Linked DNA regions of Mus musculus: region 2 is linked to region 1. A link is a contact called in public Hi-C data. All regions are on one chromosome and are shown on one strand. The core of a region is the stretch at or near the end of the contact, and the rest is flanking DNA. Distances in the headings are between cores, read along the strand shown. Region 1 has its middle 13 kb from the start of Gm34371. Region 2 overlaps Arid1b (AT rich interactive domain 1B (SWI-like)).

Region 1 (3,763 bases), core at 155-2,654:
GACATTGCCAGTGAGAGGGAGCAACTGGGTGGGGGGCATAGCTAAAGAACGTGGGGAGACAGATGGCCTCTGACCCTTTCAGGCCTTTACTTGGGGCTTATATCTTCTCTTCATTTCTTGCCCCTTCAAGGAAAATGCTTTGCAAATCAGAAGGTCAAGACTCTTCCAGGTGGAGAACCCTTTGGAATGGGCAGAAGTCCACTTAGTCATTCTAATGCTCCCTGGTCCCAGCAAGCCTCCAGATGTTCCCAAATGTCCCATGCCCTCTGCGCCCAGACCACCTACCACGGGAATATGGAATGGTTTCACCTCTCTCCAGAGACAGAGGTGGCCTGATATAGAAGAGAGGTATCCAGTCAACTGTAACCTGGTTACTGTCTTCTGTTAAATGCAAGCATCTCATCAGGGGGCCCGGCACATTACCAGTTGAACAATTAACAGTTACTCTGTTTTCATACCCCTCTTTCAAGGTGTTTAGTCTTTCCCCTTTGGTTCACAAAGTGTACTGAAGACCTACTATGAGTCAGTACACGTGCTAGCTCTTGGACCCAAGGATTACCAAGTATTCTTTGAGACTTTGAGAGTGCATTGTTAGCCTGGGGGAATAGGCATTAAATAAGCAAGCAAACCAAACCAAATCTAAAAAACAAACCCAAATCAAAACAAAACAAACCCACAAAACCAAAAAATCAAAAACCAAACAGAAACAAAAACCCCACACCACCACCACCACCACCACCAACCCCCCCAAGTATGACAAACATTATAAGGACGGCAGGGATAGCAATCAAATGTCCAAGCAAATTGCAAGCTACAACCCCAGTGTACTCTGCAGAGAACAGGCGGGTGCCAGGTTGGCTAAGGGGTCAGGGGTTCTTTGCTTATCGGAGCTGCTCTTCTGCTGAAGTCTAACGTGGTCACTGACTTAACAGAAGCCCGTGGCTGAAGAGCTGAGCAGATTCCTCACGTGGTGAGGCAAGGCTATGTAAGGTGCTGAAAGTAGGCTTGGGTATCAGCGTATGGAGCTTGGATTTTGCTCTACAAGTAGCAAGCAACCTCATGAGATAGTTAGCAGTCATACACAGCAACACTGTGTAACAAACAGGAGGGAGAACAAAAAAATCTCAGGGCTTCCCAGGGACAGATGACTGTTTTTATCTCATGTCCCAGCTCCCTCTATGTCATCTGCAGTCACAGGCCTTAGGGCTTCACTGTGGGACTTAGCTGAGGGCATCCCTCAAATCTGGGACATGCCTTTCTCATATCAGAGGCCAAAGAGCCCCAGATGATCCTGATTGCTGTCTTTGATCACAGTCACGGAGCCAAGGCCCAGCCTCTGTGAGGGGACAGCAGGTCTCCATGAGCTTGAGTAAGCAAGGGACAAGGAGTCAGGATTAGGGCCAAGAGAAAGAGGCTTAAAGGAGAGCAGGCATTTCAGGCACCTGTGGGGAGTGCGGAGATGCACTGATGTGGGTGGAAGGGCCAGGAGTGAGCTCAGAGGCCTTCAGGCAGGTGATGATCCCTGGCTGAAGAGATAAAGGAGGAGGTGGAGAAAAGAGAGTCAGTATTTCAAAGGTGAAATAGAGAACTATCTCTGTCCACGTGGGCTAGGTCTGAGCACGCTCAGTTTGAGATTCCTTGGCCCCACCCATGTAGGGATGTCATATCTGGCCTCGTTCAGTTCTACATACCAGAAAACAGCTATATAGCCCAAATCTCAGCTTATTCCAAAATCTAAGTCCAGCAAGCCCTAGATATAACTTGATTACCACCACCACTAATATTTTTTCTCTACCTGTGCCCTCAACTTCCTTCAGAATGTGATCTAAGAGCTATCCTGAGAGTAACAGTGGGCATTAGCTCTGAGAGTTCGTTTCCCAACTCTTAGGGTACAGAGATATTGAAAGCCAACACTGTTCACGGGGAACACCTCTTCCCAAGTCTTCTCAGGTTAAGAGAAAACGAGAGAAAACGTCCTTGTCGCCTTCCACCCCGAGTCTATTGGTTCCCCAGACCAAGGCCCAACACAAACAGCTCTAGTTTGTTCTGAAACTGGCAAATATGGCCCAGGATGGGGAGCAGCTGTAATTGCAAAAAGCTCTTGGCCCACTGAGACAGGCTTTAATCCTTTTTTAGGCACACAGCATTCTTTGAGTATGGCTTTATTTTCTATAAATTATTATCATGCAAGGGCACTCAGTGTTTAGAATATAAAACAAGATGGACCCAGGCTTCCTGCTGTGTTCCCCACAGTGGTTCCAGGGTAAGGATAGTTTCTGCAAACACTCCGTGTGTTTGTAAAACACATTATGGCTAGAGTCTTGACTGCTCCCTTCCTTCCCCAGGTAATATCCCCAACCCACAGTTAAAGTTACTGGAACAAGGGACAAGACCTCTTGGAACGTCAGATGTCTCAGCAGCAATGAGGCAAGCGTGGAGATGTTTGGTCTTAACATGTTACTAAGAATGTAGGTGATTGATAGTCCACCTGAATGATATCTCACAAATAATTCTCTCAGAGCATACCAGAAAACAGCTATATAGCCCAAATCTCAGCTTATTCCAACATCTATAGATATAACTTGATTACCCCCACCACTAATATTTTTTAGTGTGTGTGTGTGTGTGTGTGTGTGTGTGTGTGTGTGTGTATGTGTAGGTTTGCATACTTTTGGAGATCAGAGGTCAGACACAGTGTGGTTTCTCAGGGGCTCTTCACCTTGAGTTTTTTCAGACAGGTTCTTTCACAGGCCTGGAACTCAGTGATTAAGCAGGCAAATTGGCCACTGAACTCCAGGGACCCCCCCCCCCTCGCAAGGTGGCTGTCCTAGCCACCCCCCACCCCAGTGCTATGTTTACAAGGGTGTACCACTCTGCCTGGCTTTTTAATGTAGATGCTGGGTCTTGAACTTGGAACAACTTCATGTTTGTAACTTTACCAACCCCCTCCCTAGCCCCCCAGTTATTTTTTGGATGTGAATTCCAGGGGGCTGTATCCTCTTGTCATTTCTCAAACCACTTGTCATTTCTCAAACCATCTGTCTGGAGAGCACAAAGGAAGTGTTTGCTGAGCAGAGCAAAGGTAGTTCCCCCTGTGGCTGGAAGACTACATCCCTCTACAGCTTCCACCCGTGGGAGGGGAAAATATTGAACGTGGAGTGATTTAGCCAGGCTGTGGCAAACGTGGGCTCTGAGGTCACAGAACAAGGGCAGGAGTCCTGGCTGGGGCATCTCAGCTGAGTGTCTTTAAAACCTGATTCCCTCACGGAGCAGATGCAAAACAAAAGAATACAACGTATAAGAAGCTTTTAGAGAGTGTCAGATCGTCTCAGTAACACTAACAGGATAGGGCCATGAGCGAACCCCAAGTCCTTCCAGCTGACCTTTGTTAGAAACCATGGTCCTCTGTGAATATCCATTGCAGAGAACTTTGAAGGAAATACAGCCATGGTATTTTTCTTTGAGTGCCCAGGCTTGAGTCCTGTGGTCCAATTAGAACCCCTGGGCAAAGTGAGATATAGAGACCAAAGGATGTTGGCTTGTCTGGTCTATGTAAGAACCTTGGAAAGGGTCTGTATAGTTCTCCAAGTCGCACACACCCTAGCTGGCTCTTCCAGGTTTGGTTTATGCCCTAGTTTGAGTCTCAGGTTTGGGGATCACAAGGTGCTTGGCCGGGAGGGGTGGATTAGATGTTCTGCCGAGAAAGGTGCACCTGTCTATGTCAGTGTTTGAAGGAGTGTTAGCCAAGGACCCCACACAAGGC
Region 2 (3,712 bases), core at 476-2,975, 240 kb before region 1:
AACAGGTTCTCTCAAAGGCCATACTCATCTGACCATGCATCCATCCACTATTTAAACTGAACCACATTCATGTGTAAAGTTCTATGAAAGACCACAGCAACAGAAGCTGGCGATGACATGACAGGGATGCGTGGTATAAAATGGGCTTATGGGTGTCAGCATCAACACCTAAGTCTGAAAGGTCCACAGAGAGAACTGGCAGAAGAGCAAGCACCAGCTCCTACAGTACCTGAGTGCTGGATACTCAGTACTCTCTCTCTCTCTCTCTCTGAATACAGACTCTCCAAACAATTAATGTTAATTAAATACATGCAAGATAGCTAATGTCGTCAACCACTAGTTTCGTTGAAAAAAAAAAAAAAAACCTACATTCTAGAACAGGTGACCTACCCTGGGTCATAAAATGACAATAGAATTTCCCAAAATCTGCAATGTCATGACGCTCCACTCCAATGAAAACTCTCTGACCAGCTTTGGATGAAACCAGGTCATCCCTCGTCCACTGTGGAAAACCAGCCGTTGAAGCCATAAGCCGGAACACGGGTTACAGCTATAGAGAATGCTAACGGTGAGCTAAAACCTTGAGGCTGGTGGACGAGGTATCCTACTGCATCCCTTCTCACTCACATGAGCAGCCAACCAAGAGACATGGCCACCTCCAAGCCAAGAGGCCTCAGGATGAAAGTGACTTTGCTGTCCTTGATCTCTGATGCCATGCTTTCTCTTGTTTAAGTAGCACTCAGTCTGCTACATTTGCACAGAAGCCTGAGCAGACTAACACAAACTATTAGCATCTTGTGCCTCTGCAACACCCCACCTATGGTAGGCAGAACTCTGAAAAGGCCCCTGAGACTTATGCCTCCTGGTAGCCATGGTTTTCTGTAATCCCTTCCTCTTAAGACTTGCACTTGCATCTAACCAGGAAAACAGTGAGATTGTGAAACGATTTTGTGGATGAAACTCAAATCCCTCATCAGTCAATTCTGGGGTCCTAGATTAGTGTCCCAGGTGAGCCTGGCCTAATCAGGTGAGTTTAACAGAAAGCCCCTGCCACGGTGACTCTCCCTCTATTGGGCCACTGAAGAAGCAAACTGCTGCAAACTCTACAACTTCAAGAAACAATTCTGCCAACAGTCTGTAAAAATGCCCCCTCCTCAGTCCTGCACAGAACACAGCCCCGACAGCCCCTGGACTGTGACGCACTCCACCCCAGACCTCCAGAGGGCCCGGCTGAGTCGTGCCTAATCCACTGACACTCTGAGAAAAATCAAGCACTCAATTTGTTTACAGCCAAAGAAAGCAGATCCACAAGTTAGGAAAGAATATGCATTCCGCACAGCTGTTCCACACTCCCACAGTCAACAAGATTTTACCGCTAACCTCCCTCCCTCCACACAAGAACTTCGGCATCTCAAAATACTGGTGTTGGTGGCAGTTCTGGAATGGATTTGTGTCTCAGAAACTACTATGGGCTTCTCTGCTTCTCCCATCGCTAAGCAAACACCACTCACTAAGACCTTGATCCTATTATGGGTGCCCTGTCCAGAGAACTTCTGCAAATCACCAAGTGGGGTACTGCCTCTCTGGGGTGCACAGACCTTCAAGGCAATCTGTGCCTGTCATTTGGTTCAGGCTCTCCGGGACAGCAGAGGCTAACTTAAAGGTGAGAGGGTTGGAACAGGAAGGAAAAGCAGCTCTGTGCTCGAGAACACTTCCAGCTACGCGGCAGGACTGGCCGAGAAAAGGGGGCGGGCTCCATCAGGCAGCTCATCAGTGAGCTGCAGAACCCAGCAGGGGATGTGCCACTGTAAAGTGACAAATAGGGCAACCTGAACTGTAAGCGAAGTCACAGGAAAACTGACAGTGACAAGCAATACAAGAAGGCACACCCAAAAATCCAAGTTGAAAAATAAGTGGTTCAAACTCTGCCGCTCCCTGCCAGTGCACAGGGCTGCAGACAGCAGTCACAAGTGCTCACCCGCCAGCATCACCCACTGAAGCTGCCCGGGTCTGGAACTCTGAGCCCTTGCTTGCCATCAATCTTGACAGCACTCCACCACCCTGCTCCAGGACCTTTCCTGCAGGTGTGGCAGGTTCTCCCTCTGCACTCACTACCTGAGTCAATGGCCAATCTCCAACCTGCTGGGCTTGCTCAGTAACTGGCCTTCACCTGGGAGAGCAGAGCACAGCACACCCAGCTCCCTGCCCATCTCCCTTCAAGTGACTTGAAAACGGCTATTTGTGAACCACTTTTTAATAAACCGTCCCTAGCAAAAGGCAAATCTTTAAATGCCCTTGGCAGGGCGCCACCAATAGGTGAGGACTCACCTAGCAACTTCAGCTAACCTCATACTTCTTGCTGGCATCACTGTGCAGTGCTGACTAGGTCCGCCGCCCCCCCCCCCATCCCTGTTTATTAAATCGCTTCCTGTGAGCGTGCATGGTTACAAATTTGTTTCCGACTGAATCAGGTATCACATGAAAAGGTAATCCAGCAGTCCAAGAGCCCTCCAGGGATGGTTTCATCTAGATCTCAAAAGTACAACGGGGCTGAAATGTTACAAGAAGACAGCTTAATTTATGTACAGCTTTCCAAGATCAATGGAGCATCAGTCCAACCCAGTATCCTGTGTACAGAATGGCAGCGTCCTACACAAAGCGTGGGAAGCAAAGGCCAAGAGACTCCATGTGTATCTCATGTGCTGCCTGCTTCCTAGTCAGGAGGCTGGTGATGCTCTGCCAGCAGACAACAGTCCCCAGAGCACCAGACTCAGCCTGAAGGAACAGGCTCCGTAGCACGCAGTGCACTAGGGCAAGGAAACCACAAATAAGACACGCAGCACTTCACGGTCAAAGGATGAAAACCAATCAACTGAAGGGAAAAGACCTAGCAGATATCAATCAACTAAAGTGATCATTTGACTCTGCTGGGCCACGTGACTTTGATTAACTTCGGTGACAGATTAGACATGCTCAGATGCCCAACTCTGAACTACTTTCCCCAAAGCCCAATGAAATAAAAATCCTTAATACTGTCTTTAATAGTGGATTTTAGTCCTCCTTAAAATAAAAATAAAAAATAAAAAATAATCTTTTTAAAGTTTCTTTCCTTTCATCAAGCAAAAAAAATCGAGCAAATGGGAACAGGGTAGTCTTTTATATTTTAAATCTAGACAACATATTTACACAACTAGTGAATTATAAGCAATCCTATTAATTTTATTTTATTTACATATATGGCCTGTGAAGAACACTAAGTTCTTCAACTTTGAAGAACCAGTGTATTTCTCTAGTATCTCTAAATTTTCAGTCAAAGGAAACTGTAAATGCTGTATAAAGCTGCCTGCCGGCTCTCTAACTGAAGGTCAGTGAAAGCCAAGACCCAAACACTCCATACACCCATGTGACAAAGAGTCACAAAAGGTTTTCTCAAGAGATATTATTTACAGATGTATATGCCTGCGCTGGAAGATGCTTAGCACTGCCCTGCCACCCCCACAGCGAATGGACGCGAAGTGTTTCAAGAGCCACAACACAGTCACACACATTGCAATCCCAGCTCTTAGCAGGCTGGGGCAAGAACTCTCTTAAGTTCTAAGTTGGCCTGGGTTACACAGTGAAAGTGTGTATGTATACGCATGTGGACCTGTGTGTGTGTGTGTGTGTGTGTGTGTGTGTGTACACCCATGTGTGTGTGTGTATACACCCGTGT

The links. A called contact is a pair of places that touch in the nucleus more often than the background predicts.
Region 2: a Hi-C map of rod photoreceptor shows a contact between it and region 1, with 4 times the contacts expected there. The contact joins two enhancer-like sites. A contact is called at or near these places in 2 of 15 datasets of contacts at CTCF or cohesin (large pre-B cells and pro-B cells), 45 of 484 Hi-C or Micro-C datasets (CD4 T cells, CD8 T cells, the G1E-ER4 cell line and 13 more), 2 of 115 datasets of contacts at active chromatin or transcription factors (embryonic stem cells and pancreatic cancer cells) and 1 of 9 other capture datasets (liver).

Annotation. Positions count from the first base shown.
Region 1 is chr17:4,779,427-4,783,189 of GRCm38.p6, reverse strand. No RefSeq gene overlaps it. Among named protein-coding and RNA genes, the nearest start is that of Gm34371, 13 kb to the left of the region's middle. Within about 2 kb of position 1,404, at least 2 of the 459 cell types and tissues checked have an H3K27ac peak or open chromatin away from gene starts, as enhancers often do. A contact at or near this core is called in rod photoreceptor, where this site is marked.
Region 2 is chr17:5,019,849-5,023,560 of GRCm38.p6, reverse strand. All of the region lies in intron 1 of Arid1b (AT rich interactive domain 1B (SWI-like)), which reads right to left. Among named protein-coding and RNA genes, the nearest start is that of Arid1b, 27 kb to the right of the region's middle. Within about 2 kb of position 1,725, at least 15 of the 459 cell types and tissues checked have an H3K27ac peak or open chromatin away from gene starts, as enhancers often do. A contact at or near this core is called in rod photoreceptor, where this site is marked.